Regions from separate parts of the Bactrocera dorsalis genome. Here region 1 is linked to region 2. The links are chromatin contacts, called in public Hi-C maps. All regions are on one chromosome and are shown on one strand. The core of a region is the stretch at or near the end of the contact, and the rest is flanking DNA. Distances in the headings are between cores, read along the strand shown.

What was found. Hi-C and Micro-C count contacts between places; a contact is called where the count stands out from the background.
Region 1: a contact with region 2 is called in a Hi-C map of whole body, with 10 times the contacts expected there. The contact joins the enhancer-like site here to the promoter of LOC105231413 in region 2. A contact is called at or near these places in 2 of 2 Hi-C or Micro-C datasets (both in whole body).

Annotation. Positions count from the first base shown.
Region 1 is chr5:10,827,849-10,832,756 of ASM2337382v1, forward strand. LOC105231483 (neurobeachin-like protein 1) reads right to left here. Exons shown (of 34, transcript XM_049458545.1): 23 at 4,785-4,908; 24 at 4,615-4,729; 25 at 4,258-4,426; 26 at 3,475-3,599; 27 at 3,099-3,406; 28 at 2,876-3,037; 29 at 2,338-2,808; 30 at 1,962-2,134; 31 at 1,602-1,894; 32 at 1,413-1,527. Among protein-coding and RNA genes, the nearest start is that of LOC105231418, 5.0 kb to the right of the region's middle. Within about 2 kb of position 1,528, the one cell type or tissue checked has open chromatin away from gene starts, as enhancers often do.
Region 2 is chr5:10,757,379-10,762,272 of ASM2337382v1, forward strand. LOC105231413 (neural/ectodermal development factor IMP-L2) reads left to right here and starts at 3,370. Exons shown (of 4, transcript XM_011212700.3): 1 at 3,370-3,756. The coding sequence starts at 3,751.

The DNA.
Region 1 (4,908 bases), core at 278-2,777, 69 kb after region 2:
TGAGGCAAACTATGAAAATGTTGCCGTAGGTCATTGACTAAATACTAGTAGATATGTTAGCTGCAGCCGTTCATGGACTTTAGAGCATATGTGCATACGTTCTTGACTAAATTGAATGCTGATAGCGCAAAAAATTTATAAGTAACGTGTGTAAATGTTGCACATGCACACATACCGACACATCTAGTGTGAATTATGGCGTTAATGTATGTTAACGGCAATTTGCGTATTATAAATTTAATCTCATTGCAAATAAAATAATTTAATCACTTTAAACAAAGCAATGGAATATGCAACTGATTATTGCAGTTGTAAGAGTTTAGATAATTCGCGATGAAATGTTTGTCTTTGATAAGTATTTTAGCATTTGTTTTGTAATATACTATAAATATTTTATAATTGAAAAAAAAAAAAAAATCATATCTCTACCCCGCATTATAAAACATTATAGAATAAACATGAGGTATCAAAGAAAATATTCATTGCACCCAATAGGGAGAGGTTTTGAAGAAGAGACGCAGTGACGCAGTTTCTCACGGATGGATTGAAGTTCAAGGGGAAGGTTGGAGGGCAGTTTCTTGTCGGAAACTCTCAATAAACTCTTATTCCAGACTGCTGGACCACGTAAGCGGCTTTTAAGTAGAAGTTGCAGCCATCATAGTAGCAACAGATGTACTTCCCCGAAGTGGAGCTTCTTTTAGGGAGGTATGCACCTACTCCGATAACAGAGCTGCTATACAGGCCTTGGGCGCGTAGACAGTGAGCACAAAGCTGGTCAAAAAGTTTAATACCAAGATAGCAGACTTGTGTTTGAGTGCCTGGCCTCAGAAGAATCGTCGGAAAATGTAAAGCCGATAAAATTGCAAGACAAGGCACCCGTACCCAAATTTCATCAGGCTGAGTACGAGCAGGAGTTTCTCTGCCTTCGTACATGAATTTATGGGTCTTATGTGAGCTCAGCAAGCGTTAGACAACAGCCGGAATTTGTGGAGTTGCTAAAGCCTTCTGGCCCCAGAGTAGAACGTAATAAGTCTATTCATGAAACATGAAAATTTCGAAAACAGTTGATTTAAATAATTTTTTCCACAATTATACATTTGTAAAAATACCCTAACATCCTCTGCTGATCGAGTTAACATGTCAATGCAATGTTAACAGAAAATCTTAATAACATTTTAGACCAACTCTGTTAAGGTTAGGCTCAATACATTCTCTGCTATGACTGTTTAGATCGACATGCATTATTGTAGCCTACTTTCAGGCTGCAGTTGTAAAGCATACAATCGCTACGAGGAAAAAATTACCGCATACATTTTTTGGTTATAGGTATAAACAAACATATATAAACACTAAAATATGAGCTCTAAACGAATTTAACATTTTTCACTAAATTCATAAAATGCACCACTTACCATGATATGAAACAGTAACGAATGATATTTGTACGCAGGTCTCAGTGCAGCCGATAGGCTTCAGTGTGCGCACAAATTGGCCATCCTGTATGGTATACACGTTCACAGTGCCGTCCTAAACCATAAAATACAAACAAATTAAATCAGAATACAACAAAAGTCAAATTACGGTAAATTTAAGCAAATTACCAGCGAACCCGAAACGACCATATCCAATTCAGTATAAATGGCGACACTCGAAATGGCATCATCGTGACCGTAGAGTGTGGTCAATGGTTTGGGCGAGAATGCATTTTGCGTATTCAGCTGCGTTATCGCCTGCAAATGTGCTTGCCCAGTAAGCGCATGCATTGGAATGTTTGTGCTGGCCGGCACATTGCCGTACTGTTGCGACTGTATGCTCCAAACGATGCAGGTACAATCACGCGAACCGGTCACTAAGTAAGAGCCGCAGTTGTCCAACGCCAGGCATGTGATGATGTCTAGTAGAAATGCAAAGATATTTCGACTGCTTAAAAGGACAAAGGGGTGTAAGCTACACTAACAAACCTAAGTGCCGCGTCACAGAGGCAACTGCTTTTCCCTTATGTAAATTATAGACACGCAGCGAGTTATCCCAGATGCCGCCGGCATACAATAGCTTGCCATCTGTGCTCACTGCGAACAGTTGTGAGTGTGGATGTTGTGAGGGATGGAAGGGGCCAAAGATGCGTTTGCGGTTTCTAAAAGAATAAAAAAATACATATGTATGTATAAGCAAACAAATAAAAATTTAAATACTTTTTAGATTATAGAAAATAATTTTATTGAAAATAATTTGCTTATAACAGAATTTGTTCGTCCACCTCCAAAGCTTATTATTAGAGTTCTTTAGAAAGTTCTTATGATACCGCACCCCGGGATATTATATTTCACCTTTGCTTACTTCAAATTGGTAGTTGTTGCGTCGATTTCCAGCAGAAATCCTCGATCCTTATCATAGGACATCCATGAGTTAGCACCAAGTATACATGATTTCGATATGCTGACAAGCACATCCGGACTGAGTTGTAGAAATGAGCGCGGCGGACTGCGCGGTGCGCTCAGGAAGACAATTGGATCTTTTGGCGTTGACAGCTCGCAATAATATTGCACAACCTTATCGAGGAATTGCGTAAGATCCGGTCGTTTCAATTCGGCGCGCACCAGTTTGAGTGCCGTCTCCTCTTGTGTCAAACGACGCGGATGCGGTTCACGCAATAATTGTGATGGCACTTGACCGAAGTTGTTGATCATACCTTCAACAGCTTCACGTTCAACGGGATTGGTGATTTTATCCAAATCGACGGCACCTTCGTATGAACAATAGTAAAAAACGTTGAGCGCTTCGACAGCTTTGGGGCCTTTCTGTTTGTAGCTGTGTTAAAATACGGGTTTGATACTTAATATACTGCCGGCAAATGTTTTGTCATGAAAATACTCACCCGAAAATCAAATCGATCCAATGATGCAGGTTTTGACTGACATATTCCGATTCTAAAGCACGTCGGTGTATAGCTATAAACTCCTCCGGTGTGTTGGCCCATGTTGGCAGTATGACGTCATCCACTTTTTCTTTTGTTATTTGCAAGTGACCCAAATCAAATCTAAAATTGGTAAATTATTGTTATATTGCAATTATAGCAGCACATTTTAAAATATACATACTTGTTCTTATTTTTCAGAAATTCGGGAAAATAAAAGAATTCTGGTATCAGCTCCTTCACATCGTTCGGATTGTCCATTAACAATTTCCACGTTTGTGGTATCGAGTGGAATTGTCGATCGGCCACATCGAAGCGTCCACTTTGCAACTCAATGTGTAGCGACGTAAATGGTTCCACGCGCAGCAAATAATGCAAAACACCGCCAGAGTTAGAGTAATGTGTGCCGTAATGGAATTTCGGTATCGCACCCGAGGGGTCTTCAAAGGACTCGTATTTGATGCGCACACCAGCCTCATTTTTAGGATTGATCTAAAGTGTGTGTGAGTTATAAGTGTATAAGAGATGTGAAATATAATGCGATTTTTAAGGTAGCTTACCACACCAACAGGCTTGGAGAGATCGCGAAAAGATTTTGGATCGGTTAAGTCTAAAACATCGCTGGTATAGTCGGATAATATCCAAGGAAATACTGGGTACTGACTGAGGTCATTGTAAGAGCGGCCTAGAAGTGAATGAAAACAAATTATAAATAATATAACTGTACTTAGTATTATAAAAAGTGATTACAAAAAGATTTATTTTAAAAATATAGTAACAAGAAGTAATCAAGGAAGATATTGTATAGTTATATTCCAAGAGAATTTGATTATTCTTATTACTGATAAATGAATGAATGAAGTAATGGTCAAACTACGAGTTAAAATTTTTTCTTGACAAAATGGCGTCATATTTAAGAAGGTCATGTGAAAACTTTAAGCCGATTGGTTCAGACGATTCGTAGAAAATTTCCTCACCGAATATAAAAACAGGGTTTCGTGGAAAGCCCGCGTTTAAAGATTTTATTGATTTTTGTTGTTATTGTAGAATTATGGCGACATGACAGTTCTTGATCGGATACAAAAATCAGAGTCCGTCCCGGTTACGTAGAACAGACTGTTGTGGGAACGGAAATTTTATTGATCGGCTCTTTTCAGAGTCGGTTGGACCGATCGGGTTGATAATATACTCTCAAAAATTTGAAAGGGATTTTCATGGAACGCTCTTTAACTGAGTCTTACATAAACACAAAACTTTTTGTCGAATCAACATCAAATTTGGAGCATCTTCTCAAATATATATGTATATAATGGTAAACTAATTCAAACGAAGCAATGACTTACCAGCGATTGTATTCAAGTACATAAGATATTCGAAATTGGAAATCTCACGATTTACCCACTTCTGTGTAAGTCCCGAAGCGCGCAATAATTCTCCGGGAGAGCGACCGGAGCCATATAAAATGTTTGGCGGTTGGAGGCTCAATATTTTCGTAAAAACCTTGTTGCGTGTCTACAAATAAATTAGAGAAGTAAATTGCAAAATTTGTCAACTCCAACACTGGCAGCCTATTTCGTATTTCGATTCCTATTCGAAGTCGATCAATTTAGATTTCGACAATATTCCACGAATTGAATCCAAAACACACTTAAAAAGAGCATCGAACCCCACTGCAGCTTTATATCAGCAGTGAAACTCACCTTTGTTGTAAAATTGAGAAAATAACTAGTCTGATCGATTAAAAATATTTCCAAAGCGCTGCGCCGCAAATTGAATTTGCGCAAATGTACCTCACGTATTTTGCTGATTGGAAAGCTGTTTCGAAGAAACTTTAATACATATATTCAATCAATCTAAGCTGTTTACTCACCGAAAATCGTGTTTGGAGCCATCTTCCGAAGGCGGACTCAAATCGATGAAGGTGAATAGCGTTTGATTCACCTCGATTTTACCCTTCACCTTCGTCATCAGCGTAATCAGTTCGCAGTCTTGTG
Region 2 (4,894 bases), core at 2,120-4,619:
TATAGGGCATCCAAGTACTCATCGAATTCGCTGTATAATTCTCCTTAAAAAACGAGAATCGAGCCACCGTCCGGTATTGTTATTTTTTCCATTTTATAAGAAAAAATTTTTGTGATTTTTCTATGAGTTCGATTCGTGAAATGAGCAATAGCTCAAATTTTTATTGAACCACCCTCATACATACATATGTACATACGTAGCTTCATATCTACAATTAAAATGTCAATTTAACAATTGATTTGATTGATGAGGTTTGAAAATATTTCAATATGGTTTTTTTTGGCGAAATTACTACCCTTCTTCCGAAGAATGTTTAGGCAATAATAAATTAAAATGTTTGCAACTACATTGTACTCCATTGCAACAACAACAAACCCCCTTTGTATATTACTCAAGAGACCCGTAACCACTCTTAACGGGTTATTACCAATTCGGTAGAGTTTCATCTCACTTTCATTGATAATTTTTTGGAGACAGACTTTTCAAATGTTGAATACATACATCAATTATTATAACATACAAATATTCACATGCATTAAGCACGTGAGAACCAATTATCAAATAAGCAGATTTTTCAAAAAAGTTGCACTCTCATTAAGTAGGTGGCCGCGATCACAATGGTCGTAGTTATGAAAGTTCATTGCTATTAAGGGCTGCAGTTAGCCCTGCAGCCGAATGCGTGTGTGTGCACTAGTGTTGACTTCATGTTTGAATTGGCGATAACCCAGCTGTAAGTTTACAAACGAGCTTAAGTATGGTAACCCCTTAGGAAATTCTCTCATACTGTAATAAGAGCAAGTACATCAGGTACAAAGTTTCGTCAAATATTGATTTTACTGCTTATAATTAAATGCGCAGTAAATTAGAAATTAATTTGATTTAAAAAATGCAGTTGAAAACGAAAATCACGAATACTTCGAATTTGTTTTAATTTAGAGTACATATGAATTATGTAAGTATTTAGTCTAATGCCCCTAGCTGTTCGTCAATATCGCCAGATATCCTTGAGTGAGATATAACGAAGACACAGCATCTTTGTAGAGTTTATCCTAAATAATCCTTAACTCTGATAACTTGTCTCATTTGACACGCTTTCTCTCACGAGATTAAGTATTATCTGTTTCCGCTGGACACAGTGATACAATTTGCGCTGGAAATATTTACCGCTTATCGATTCCAGTGAAATACACTGCTGGCGGCGCCTTAGTGCATAAGAATACGTGATGTGAAAATTATTTGTTCCTGTTTAAGATTCATTAAATATTTGCACTTACAACTGCTTATTTGACAAAAGAATATTGAATGTATTTGAATACATTTTCTTTGAGCTCGTGTGCAACATATGTTTGTATGTTTCTCCCAGGGTAGGATATTATAGTTTCGTAAGTGTTTCAAAGTAAGTTTAATCGAAATTAATGTTTATACGACAAAAGTAGTACAAAAAGTTTAAAAATATTAAAATATTTAGAAGTTTTAAGAAATTTAGCCATTCTAGGGCCTCTCAAAAAATATTTTTTTTACTTAAAAACATATTGAAATCATAAAATCAAAATTCAATGGAAAGAATGGCGAAACAAAAAAGTACAGCCTTGAGAACTTGTGCCCTCGAGGTTAGCTAGACTAAGTGCCCCGTCTTTAAGCGTCGAAACATTGAAGTCGGCTGACAAGGTTTCTCGGGAACTACCCAGCTGATCTTCATGAAATTTTACATATGTACGTCTTTGAGATAAAATTCTTAATAATTTGGACGATAGATTTTTTTTCGATTACAACTATTTAAATAGAAAAATGTCGTGGAATTTTCTATGAAATTTGAATTTTTTGTAAAAATGTCTGCCAAAAATCAAATTTCCAATTTTTTTCCTTCGTTCAAGCTCTAAGTTGAGGTTTCAACTAAAAGACGTATTTTCTTCGCTTTAGATGACCCTGTAAGGGTTATTCTGCTAACGCGGGCGCATCTTTTTTTCGAGGGGTCACCGGAAATGGCGAGTTTAAAATATTTTTTTTCAAAAAATTTCAGAAGTTCTTTATTAATAGATAGTTTATGTTTGTAGAAATAAAAAATTCTAATAAAATATTTTATTTTTAATATGAAAAAAAAAAATTGTTGAAAAAAAACAGTATATACCCGACTATATATACCCGAGGAAGCCCATGTAACCTCTTAAACGAAAGTTTTTAGGGATTATGTACATTTATTCGGCAGATTTTGAGATATGCGAATAAAATTCAATAAGTAGGTGAATTTTAAATGATCGGAAAACAATATCACAAATTCTGGTCCCATTTTTCATCAAAATATCAAAACTAATTTTATTTACTATTCTTAAAGCCTGAAAGAAAGAAATTCGAAAATATTTTTAATCCCATAATAAATTGTCGAATTTATGGTAGACCTTTTTTGAGCTTAATCCCTTTAAAAACGTGTTCCTCCTCTTCTTCCGTTTCCGAAACTCTGTTCTCTTGCTCTTACGTCTTTACTAAGGGCTCGTCAAAGACTTTCCTAATAAAGTGATGGGTTTTCCATTGAAAATCTTCATTTAAATTTCATTATAACATCAATTACGACTTCATTTTGGTAATACAACGAGTATACTTTTGTGGAATACCTTATCGAAAATCGAAACCGTAACTACGCATTCTCATATTATTTGAATATTTGGTAGGCGCGAAATTCAAAATGCTCATATCTCCGATCACGCCAACGATTCACACACACACACGAATATTATCATATTTGCATATGCTGGTACATACACACATACATACATACAGCTGCCAAAAATGAGAACGGAAAAGTCAAACACACATACACAGACGTACTCACAATCTAACTGGTATGCAAGTCGGCCCACCCATGCACACACGCACATACGCATAGGTATGTATAGTATAATAACAAATACCCGCACAGTTACCACTACACGCACACAGCGACACCCCAACGCCAGAACGACGTTGCAGTCAGCAAGAAAGTTTGCGTTGGCGGCACACGGCGGTGAGCAACAAGCGTTGGCATCGTTGCCGTTGTCGTTGACAACAGCGCGGTAACCATCCCAGCAAATGCGGCGGCCATAATTGAGCGCCACCGCAAACACACGCCCGCACATGTAGGCGAAAGGCGAAGCATTCACTGCACCGCGCCGATAGGAGCCGCAGCGGCAGCGGCAGCCACAGCACAATGGCAAAAGCAATGATGACAGCAGCGGCGGAGGCTGCGCTGCTGCTGCTGCGTCACACGCTGTGCTCCATGCTCAATGCTCAAAAAACAGTAGCGATATTGAGGGATACTTGTTGATTCCGATATAAAAGCCTGGAATGCCGGAGCACGATTCGCAATTCATTTTAAGAATTTCACCGCAAAGGATGTGCTAAATCAGTGGGCAAAACACAAAACAAGAAAATAACTGTTGATTAAAAAAATATTTATACACATATGAATATCAGTTTTGCATAAAACGAAGTGTGAAAGCTTTGGATCGCCGCTATTTGTGCGTAGTGTGAAGTGCGAATTTTGTGCGAACGTACTATAATTATTACTTTGAAAAATATACAAACTGTTGTTGTGTTTATGTAAAAGAACACATAACCATAAACCAATCGTAAAAGTCAGGCCATAAAGCCACATTCTCACAGAAGTAAACATTCAACGCAGTTTTCGGCAATTGCAGAGCTTGCTAAGGATTCGCTTGACACGTTTTGAGCATTAACATATTCAAGAGCAACAAACAAATAACGGCAGAATATAATATGCAGGTATGTTTCTACACAGAAGAGTTGTTTATGTAGATTTGATTTTGCGAAAAATAAAAATTGTTTACATTTTTTCGGCTTGCAAAAAAAAGTTGTGCAAAATAAATGTTTATCCACGTTTTTGAGCTTAAACTGCAGGAGTGGATGTATGTATAGATGTATATACATATATATACATACATAGTTGAAAAAATATTAAAAAATATTTTTCGTCATTTTTCTATTTTTATTTTTTTTTTCAACAGTTAAAGTTCAGAGCCTAAATATGCTCTTCTTAGTAATATGGAAGTAATTTAATTCTGAAATATGTTAAATTTAACAACAAAAATTGCTTAGCAGTTTGGCGAGTATTGCGAATTTTCGAATTAATAATTATTATTGTGATAAAAATTGATAAAATATTTTTTTGATTTAAAAATGATCAAAAAACAATAAAATAAGGAAAAATTGGGAATCCTAAAATTATGTTCTAACTATTTAGTGAATCCCAAAATTTGAATTAAAAATTGAAGATTTGATTTTTAATACCAAAATCAGAATATATTTTTAATTTAATAATAATAAAAACGATAAAATATGGAAAAGTTTGTTATAGAACTTTACAATTACTAAAATTGTGTGCTCTGTTGGAAATTTTATAAATAATAAATTCCAAAATTCGAATTAAAAAATGAACTTTTAATTATTTAAAATCAGAAATAAAAATTGATAAAATTTTTTTTCATTTTCGAACAACTAATTTACAGTAAATTTTTCTACAAATAAATCGAATAAATATACATATGTACATATATGAAAATATTTTTTACAGAAATTACTTTTTAAATTAAAAAAAATATTATCAATGTGTAACAGAAAATACAATAAAGTGGCATAAATAACGAGTTCATCTCCAAAATATCTACAAAACTTAACAATATAACAATAAAAATTTAATTTTTTAATTTCCATTTTATTATTTCATTATTATATAATTTTTTGTAGTTGAAAATATTTACACAAAATCTCGAGATATTTTATATTTTATTTTGTTATCACTCTCACTTTTGATTTTTTTAATAACATGATCAAGTTTTTTAAAGATTTTTTTCAAATACATATTCAATACCTACAAGTCGAAAACAAAACTCACGATTTCATA